Linked DNA regions of Rattus norvegicus: region 2 is linked to region 1. A link is a contact called in public Hi-C data. All regions are on one chromosome and are shown on one strand. The core of a region is the stretch at or near the end of the contact, and the rest is flanking DNA. Distances in the headings are between cores, read along the strand shown.

Evidence for each region. A called contact is a pair of places that touch in the nucleus more often than the background predicts.
Region 2: a Hi-C map of kidney shows a contact between it and region 1, with 1.5 times the contacts expected there. The contact joins two enhancer-like sites. A contact is called at or near these places in 3 of 12 Hi-C or Micro-C datasets (Schwann cells, kidney and liver).

What each region holds. Positions count from the first base shown.
Region 1 is chr3:64,587,071-64,591,528 of GRCr8, reverse strand. The region is part of intron 1 of Tanc1 (tetratricopeptide repeat, ankyrin repeat and coiled-coil containing 1); the gene reads right to left. Among named protein-coding and RNA genes, the nearest start is that of Tanc1, 47 kb to the right of the region's middle. Within about 2 kb of position 2,833, at least 19 of the 93 cell types and tissues checked have an H3K27ac peak or open chromatin away from gene starts, as enhancers often do. A contact at or near this core is called in kidney, where this site is marked.
Region 2 is chr3:64,644,473-64,649,605 of GRCr8, reverse strand. All of the region lies in intron 3 of Tanc1 (tetratricopeptide repeat, ankyrin repeat and coiled-coil containing 1), which reads right to left. Among named protein-coding and RNA genes, the nearest start is that of Tanc1, 100 kb to the right of the region's middle. Within about 2 kb of position 3,440, at least 3 of the 93 cell types and tissues checked have an H3K27ac peak or open chromatin away from gene starts, as enhancers often do. A contact at or near this core is called in kidney, where this site is marked.

The sequences.
Region 1 (4,458 bases), core at 1,584-4,083:
CTAACAGCATAGATACACAATCACACACACGCATGCACATCATCTATGCATGCAAGTAAGTGCACACATAAAAAGAAACTAACAAAACGTACCAAAAGCCTCTCCAAGTTAAACTAATCAGCAAAGAGCTCCCTTTTGGTATTTCTCCATTAGCACATCAAGTCTTTGGGGACAGACACAGTCCTTTGTGTCATACTGCAGGAATTTTGCAGTACGTGGTACATGACCACCTTGACATAGAACAGAACACCCTAGGAAATCAAAGAGAAATTTTCAGAAGAAGGTAAAAAATCTATCACAGTTGTCAATCACTACACATCATGGACTAATATTAGCTATAAAGGGCTTGCTTCTATAGGGGCATGCATGCTGTTTATGCAGCAATGAGACAACCTCCTGGCAGAGGGCAGGGACAGTGTTTATTCTTTAACAGATACAATCAGAAGCCAGAACACAGGCTCCGCTGTTCTCAGTATTTGTTGACAGATTTAACCAGGCTCAGATGAACACATGAGCTATCCCCCCCCCCCAAATCAAGCAATTAACCAACATTTATAGCAGTTTAAAATGGACAGAGAACATTCCGCCATACTCTCGCTTGCAAGGAATGCATCAAAACTCACTGAAATCCTGGATGTCAGGCGATGAGATACTTGCAAAGAATATGGTACATTTCCTAATATCCCTCATGTCTACACCTGAATTAACCTGAGAATGTCAGGCCAGTTATTCCCAACTCCTAAACTCTCATGCTGTACAAGATCAAAGAGCATCTCCTTCCAACCCACCTAATCCACTCAAAGCAAAACTCTCTGAAGAAGCTTCCTGTCTATGGTCAAAATCAAGTGCAGCTGAAGAGATGGCTCAGTGGTTGCGGGCACTTGTCGCTCTTGCAGAAGGCCTGGGCTTGGCTAGCTGGAATCCCAGTTCTAGGGGATCTAATACCCTCTTCTGGACTTGTGAACAACAGGTATGCAAGAGGTGCACATAAATATCTGAAGGTAAGACATACATACATTCATTCATATAACAGATAAAAATGTAAAACCATAAATAAAAAAATAAATGAAACAAGATGAATACTATCTACAAATGAAATACAGCAGATCACAGTACATGTAAGTATTAGGAGCCATTTTACTTCAGAGAGGTGAGACCTCAGAAACAGCCTTCATGTTAGTAACTCAAGTTTTTGAAGCTCGTTCAGTTCTGACTTGTATTGGGGAGGCTGTATGGGCTTATCTATCTATGTGTTAGCCATACTCAGTGTTTATCAAAAGAAAGGAGAGGTAGCAGTAGGCCAGCAGCAACCTACAAGATAATAAATACAGAATAATGCAAACAGGAGACGACAAAGCAGAAGAGAGACCACAGGAAGAGGTCTGCTAGTGGTCTGGGAATCCATGAGAAGTGTTCTGAAGGCAAGAACACCACCTACATCAACTGAGAAGAATCAGGAGGTTGGGGAAGCTCAACTCTTGAGGAATGGATACTTAAAATACCAGAATTGCCTCCTCCACCCAAACAAGGGAACCACCAATCCTTATAATATAGCTATGAACAAGTAAGAGAACTTCTCTAGGATCCAGAGACTTCACACAAAAAGCATTAAGGCAACCAGAAAGGATTTGGGACAATAAAGAAGTGGCTTGTTTTTTTTTTCCCCCTCAACATACACAGTTGGAAAATATGCAAAGTAGGCCGTATTCTCTATAACACAAAGGCCTTCACCTTTATTCTACAAACTGAATCTCCAATTTTAGTATTACTTACTTGACTATAAATCTGATTCACCTTTTTAGAAAAAGATTTAAAATTTACGACATTAAAAGCTAAGCAAACGTATACTCGTAATATGAATTTTTTAAAGTTTCAAGGCATGAATTTAAACTCAAATGTTTAACAAAACTAGAGAAGGGGAGATGTTTCAGTGGCTAAGAGCACTTGATACATAAACATGAGGAAGGACGTGAGTTCAAATCCCCCATTCCTACATAAAGGAGCTGGTGTGACCCTACACTTCTTCAACCACAACACTTCAAGAGGCAGAAACGGAAGGGTCACTGGAACTGGCTGGCTGCCTGCCGAGCCCTGTTCTCAAAGGAACAGGACAGAAAGTCATAGATCAGGACACTCAAGGTTCTTCTTTAGCATCAACCTGTGTGCTTGCACCTGCACACATGCACTCGGTGAAATCACCTGCAACACTATTAAATATCCAATCCTCCTCAGTATTAGGATTTCAAGTTGCTGGAAAATGGCTACGTTCACTTTGTTTAGAGAGACTTTGTATCTCATCCTGACAGCTACTTGTCCAAAGACAACTTCACTTTTGGAGGTAAGGATGGCTATTCCACTTCCTTCGGTGCACAATAGCTTTTTCCTATTAGCTGCGAAGGAGTCTGCTCAGTCCAGCTTTCAACAATGCCTTCTCCGGCAATGGCTGCACATCCCATTTCCGCTGATATATTTTTGTTGATAGAAAGAGAAATACCCGACCACGCAAATTCCCCACAGCACTCAGGGTTCTTTTACACTAGGCAAATGTTTTCAAGCAAATAATTAAAGCTATTAGAGAACCAACGGTACAGTGATTGGCAAGTCTCTCCCCAGGTTTGACTTATTTAAACATTCTTCCGGGACCAGGTACTAACTCCCAAATTTATGGCCAGAGTTCTCGGGTTCACACATGAAAAACAGATCTGCCTGTCCGGCAGCCTGACAAGTACTGGGTGCAAGAAGACTTTGCTTTGGTATTTCAAATATGCGCACAAGACGGATCAGGGCAATGACAGAGGAGCCAAAGTCTGAAATCAATGCATTCTTCCTCAAACCAAGAGACGTTCAGCTCTAGAAATAACCAAGGGTTGCATTCCTGCGAGGCCAGTACAAGGGTGGAGCTCCTGTCCTGCAGAAAACTCTGGCTTGTTCCCAAGATGTCCTCCCTAAGCAAATCTCACCTTCACGAAGGTGGCAGGATGCTCCTACCCAGAACAGCAGCAGCCTTATCACTTTTCCAGGGACATCAAGGTCTATTAGAGAGAGCAAGCCAATGCAAACTCCACCCTAGAATCTCCGTCTTCCCAGGCCTGCCTTGCCCCACAGGCTAACACAGCCTGCATTATCAGACCCTTCTCTCTCTCTCTCTCTCTCTCTCTCTCTCTCTCTCTCTCTCTCTCTCTCTCTCTCTCCTTCCCCACATGGAGAGGTTTAATGAGAGAAGAAGAGTAGAAGAGGGGAGGAACAAAGGCTGGCCATGAGCATGTGGAGGGAAGGGGGAGGGGATGGGGCGAGAAGGAACAGGGAAGAGGGCACCAGAGCAGAGAAGAGTGAAGGCAAGAGAGCCAAACTCTTAAAGAAGCAGCACATGTTTTCTCATCTCAACATCAACAATACTTCTGAAGGGGCATGATGTAACTCTTGGGGTTTTTTTTGTTTTTTTTTTTTTTTAAAGAGTATCATTTGTGACGCTAGAGAGATAGCTCAGTAGTTAAGAGTACTTGCTACTCTTACAGAGGACCTGGGTTAGGTCCCTAGCACACATGTCAGACATCTAACAACCGCCCATAACTCCAGGTCCAGAGGACCCAAGACACCCTCTTTTATTTCAGTAGGTAGCCACATGCTCATACACATACACACATAAATAACAAAAAAAAGAAAGAAAGAAAGAAAGAAAGAAAGAAAGAAAAACTAGGGGTTGTGGATTTAGCTCAATGGTAGAGCACTTGCCTAGCAAGCTCAAGGCCCTGGGTTCGGTCCCCAGCTCCAGAAAAAGAAAAAAAGAAAAAAAAAAAGCGTGTAAAAAAATGAAAAAACTATCATTTTTTATGAAGTTAGTAAATTAAATATGCTCATTTAAAATGCAATGGGGGACTGGCTCTGGATCTCTGAGATCAACACGTTGCAGAAATGGGGGTTATAACCAGATTTTTTCAACAAAAGAAGGAACAGTGAGCTGAGGCTGGGCCTAGGTTGGGCAAGATGAGTACTCTGAAGTAAACAGCAATGACAGAGGCCTCACAGCAAAGGTCTGGCCTCTCCCCTCCTTCCTCCTGCTCTCTAGTCTTCCCCCAAGTCAGTCATAGATGCCAGGATCCTTTCCCAAGGTGGATAACAGAAACTAGAGACCCTCCTCCGTAAAGCAAGCCATAAAGTCTGGCATCATATATCCCCACCTTCCTATGAAGGAGCTGGCCATAAAGTCACTCTACGGCCTACTTTGTCTCAACGTCTGTTAAATATATGTTCCAGGGATCCTACCCAGCTGGAGCTGGGAGAGAGGAATTCTACACAGAGTCCAAGAAGGAAATGAACATAAAGGCCTCCTGGGTGCTCCTCCTGGGTGCTCCTCCTTAGTCTGCTTCCAGTAGATCAGCCTCTATAGTCAATCCACAGTCCAATCCACAGCTCTGCAGTTCATCTTCAGACTTACGCATAAAAATGGACAGTTCTCAC
Region 2 (5,133 bases), core at 2,191-4,690, 57 kb before region 1:
GAGAGAGGAGGAGAAAAGGACTTGGGGTTTTTTTGGACTGAGAGAGATTGTGGGGTACAAGACGTAAAGAACTAGAGGGCCCCAGTTAGATGGCGGGTCCACTAGGATCCACCACCGTTAGATCTAATTTAGTATGGCTTACCAATTAGGATGTTAGTTGCGCCCATCGATTGAGTTACCTATTGATTCTAAAGGTTTGTGTGATGTTTTCCTTCACGCAACGACTCAACTGAGTTCCAGAGAAAGGTACGGTGGCAAGGCACTCCAGCCAGTCACAGAATTTGATGCGTGGAGCTGGCAGAGTAGCGATGAGGGGGCGGAGTCACTGTAGGAAATGCTTGCAGGTGGGGGGTGGAGTCACTGTAGGGAATGCTTGCAGGTGAGTGGGTGGGGTTACTGTAAGAAATGCTTGCAGGTGGGGGGCGGAGTCACTGTAGGGAATGTTTACAGTGAGGGGGCGGAGTTACTGTAGGGAATGCTTAAGAGGTTGAAGGTCTTGTCCTCCCACAGATATTGACTCCAACAAGATAAGGGTCTTGGTGGGTTTTTTTTTTTTAATGCATTTTACTTGTTAAGAAGTAATACCTTATCAGAAAAAAATTAGATTTGCAAATACTTCCTCAAACTTTCATCTAGTACATCTATCCTAACCTTCTGTCAGACAGGAGACTTGAAGTGAAGAGGCAGATGAGGAGCAGGTGTCTCGCCCACCCCTCCTCCTGTGGGAAGCTGCTCCACTCCTCCTCCCTGGCTGGAAAGCATCTGAGCACAGCAATCCTGTGCCTCACTCTCAGTCCCCAGTGGTAAGGTAGGGAGTAGTCCATCCTCCTTGGCTTTACGTCTGATGTGCACATATGCACAGGTACTCTACCACCTCTCAGCACATACAGGAGCCTTCATATCCTACACCACAAAGAAGTGGCCACGCCAAAGAAACGCATATATTATTCTTCAACCTCACCCTCAGAATCATCTGCATCGCATTCTGCCATATCTACCTCAGCTCTGGGCACTGACATCCAGTGGACTGGAAAGGACCTGAGGGATGCAGACTCCGGTCACGTTTAGATAGAAGCGTCTATGAAGAACTGTTAAGGTACAGTTATATTAGAAAGAAGATGAATTATAGTTTGTTTGTTTTTTTAAACAGCCTGAGACCTGGGGATGTATCTCAATTGGCAAAGTGCCTGGCTAGGATTCATAAAGTCCCGAGTTCAATTCCCAGGCACCACATAAAATGACATGCAGTGGCCCAAGCCTGTCATCCTAGCACCTCCAAGGTAGAAGGAGGCTGAACAGTTCAGGGTCATCCTTAGCTACACAGGAAGCTCAAGGTTTGTCTGGGCTACATAAAAATCCTGCTTCGAAACTGTAACGACTGTGTCGGCAATATCAGTTAATAAAGCCCTCTCAGCTGAGCTGGATACAGAGACCATTGAAGACCTCCTAGGGCAATCACAAACCACCTAAGCCTCTCTCAGACAGTGTGCAGACCTTGTAGAACAGCTAACGCCTTCGACCAAGAACAATACAGCTCCCATTCCACTGGTGAAACTACCAAATGTTTGAGCGCTTTCAAAAATGGCTGATGTTGTCATATGAAATATATCACACATATCATATGATCCCGCCAATTCCACTCCCAAGTCCCTTAAGTCCTGCCCCAAGGGAAAGGAAATATACGCTTATACAAAAGTCAGCGTGTGCACATGGTCAGAACAACTTCACTTATAATCATCCCAAACTGGATGCTGCCCAAGTGTCTTCCAACTGGCAAACGGACAGGCCGTCACACGCGTGCAGTGGACTACTTGTGAAACAGGCAGTCAAAGTTTATTGATACCCACTATGACATGCCCGAGTCCTAAGTGCACCCAGCCAAGAAGCTGGACTCAAAAGGCTGTGCACTGGATGACTCTGCAAAACCCATGCTGAAAAGGCGAGATTCTGGGTTTGGAGAAAGACTATGGGTTTCCAGGGCTTCGGGGTACAGCTGACCGTAACGGAACAGAATGAATACACTGGGCTGAAGAACCAGTCTCCGTCTTCACTGTGGTGGTATTTACCCAATTTCAACACATTTGTTGAAGCCAAGGATCTATGCTGAGAGATACCCCTATTTCCTCTTCTCTCTTTCCTTTGGCAAGGGATGTGGGCATGTCCGCAGAGTAACTTAAGCAAAGTTTTCATGAGGCCTTCAGTAAGTGTGAGATAAGATAAGACATGTCCGAAATCAAGCCACTAGATTTCTAGAGGCCTGCAGAGATTCAGGGTTAGGATAAGACCCCTGAAATGAGGGACCATCTGGAATTATCCAGACAGGTCCCAAATACACGCATCCTGTATGAGAAAGGGGGAAATAAGACAGTCACAGAGAAAGGTTATAAGGTAAAGACAGAAGTAGAGAGTGGGGCCATGTAGCCAAAAACATCTAGAACCATTGGAAGCTACAGAAGGTTAGAGTTCTCCCAGACAAGGCCTCTAAGGAAGGCAGCCTGCGGGCTCAGAGATAGGCATCTGAAGCTTAAACCACCAAATGGAGATAACATTGCCACTGTAGCCCCAGGGAACACCCACCTTCAATACCAATCTGGGAGCACCGCTTTGCCCAACTCCTCCCAGCCCCTCCCCCATGAGGGACAACTTCCTGTGACCACGGTACCGGTGGGTAATGTGGACTGTTAAAAAAAAGGGCAAGGGCGGTAAGTATCTTGTTTCAACTGTTATGTGTTTGACCGCTCCGTACTCGAAGCCAACTTTAATCCTAACATAATAACACACCTCTTTTTGGCCCTAATCTCACCTTTCCGGGGGTGTGCTTATCAGCTGCACTACAACCTAAGCAGAGTTTAGAACTAAATGAAAAGCTCAAATAAACTCAAAGAAGCAACATGATCCTGTTACATTTAAGAACCAGCTTGGCACTTCTGTCAGAATGCGAGAGTATATCTAGTAGAGAATTACTACTCTTAAAAAAAAAAGTATAGTAAAAGGAATGGCTGAGTGACCTTCTGGTCCTACCTGAACTGTGTGAGTCTCAGCCTCAAATGAAAATCATGTTAAATATGATTTTAGATTAATTAATAAACACAAGGCTCAAAAAAAAAACGAATTTAAATGCTTTGGAAACTATACTCTATTTTTTTTTTTTCGGAGCTGGGGACTGAACCCAGGGCCTTGTGCTTGCTAAGCAAGCACTCTACCACTGAGCCAAATCCCCAACCCCAAAACTATACTCTAAATTGTAACTAGAACACACTGAAAAGCAGTGTAAGATTCATTTTAGAGATTAAAGGCTGTCTTAAAATAGCCTCTCCACCTGGTAAGGTCAAGCCTCCTTTCAAAGTACTAGTGGAAGGAAAGGGACTCTTGAACTCCAAGTCCCTCCTTGTCCTCCAGTTCCGACCCAGGTGGCAAGGCTACCCATAATGCATCACTGCCCATGTCCTTGAAAGTACAAGGCAGCTCAGTGCTGTGCTATTGTTGGCTGTGTGTTGAGGAAGCACTCTGGGCTCAGCCACGGTCTAAACCTCATGCTTACTACCATTCCCTGCAGTGACCCAGACCACTGAAACCCCCTCGGCAGTAGGGGCTGACTCGATCAGTGTTCTGGGTTCAAGACAACAGAAAGAAGGAGTTCTATGCTGAACACACCACAGTCCAGGTGCCTGTGGGACTTTTATTAGTGAAAGCTGCTACAATGTATCTGATCGTTCTACTAAAGCTGAGTGAGATTACCGGGGTGAGAATGCCTGGCCTGACATCTATGCTTTCAAGAAGGTATGCATATGTGTATGCACAGGGTATCCATGTCTGTGCTCATGCAGAGGCCAGGGGAGAGCACTGGGTCCCTCAGAGTTGGGGCTGGAGTTAACAGGCACTTGTCAGACAAGAGTACGGGAATCCAAACTCATGTCCTTGTGACTGAGCAGAAACCACTGTTAATCCCTGGGCCAATGTCTACCCCCAGGGTGCTTTCTTTTCTCTTTAGAACTATAGCTGATCTATCTTTTATCTAAACTTGGTAATAATATAATATATACCAAAGTAGTGGCCTCTCTCTGAAGAACAAAACTACCTTTCTTCTTAAAACTTGCTGCTAGAAAAGTTCAGGGTTACAGAATTTAGAAGGAATTGTCCCTGGAACACCCAGTATTTACCACAAGGTGGCGCTGCTCCGATGCCAGTTTCACAGGAAAGCCCTGAGGCGTGCTGGGACAGGTTTCTTCACCATCCGAGGCAAGAAATGACTGCCATCCTATGCAGTATGATGCTTTTAAGGTTTTAGGCAATACATATGTGCTTAGCAGTACACTAAGGAGTTCGATCTCGGAGGCAACAACCTCCTGTCCCTGGCCTAACGGAACAGATCCTGAACAGCGCATCCACATAGGCAGGTCCCAGTTTCACAGAGAGGCCACCAGGCATCAAAGTGGTGCAAAGGCCTGAGCACTCCTAGTTACACAAGGGGAATTCTGAAAGTCTGTGCACACTTAAATCAATCCTGGAATAAATGAATGGGGAAAGAGGCAACTCTCAGGGTACGGAATACTCGCCATCGATTTACACAGGTACTCCACTCTCAGAAGTGACAAGCCTGTGGGCTTTGCAGTGACCATGTGGTGGGTGGAAAGAGGAAGGGAAGAAGACAGGGCAAGTTCTGTGGAGAAAGTGAACAGGCACAACCTTGGCTGGATGACTCGGATCAACACCAACTGAGGTAAACTATCCTGCGGGTGCCAACCTTCGAATCTGGGAGGATGAAAAAGCCACCCCAAACTCCTAAGTCCTGGCCAATGGTGAGGAAAACGTCAGACACGTTCCAATAAGCAGGCCCCCTACAAAACATCATTACCCAAATCACCAGGGTCATCGAAACAAAGACTGTCTGAGAAACTGTCACAGTCAAGAATATATGGAGATGCCTTCAATCCCAGCAGAGGCAGGCTGATGTCTGAGTTTGAAGCTAGCCTGGTCTACTGAGTTCCAGGATAGCCCAGACTATAGAAAGAAATCCTGTCTCAGAAAACAAAACAAAACGAAAAACAATCTATGGAGACATGCTATGTGAATGTGAAGAGAACTAGAGATGGGGAAAACAACCCACAAGCACGGACTTTTGTAGGTATCACA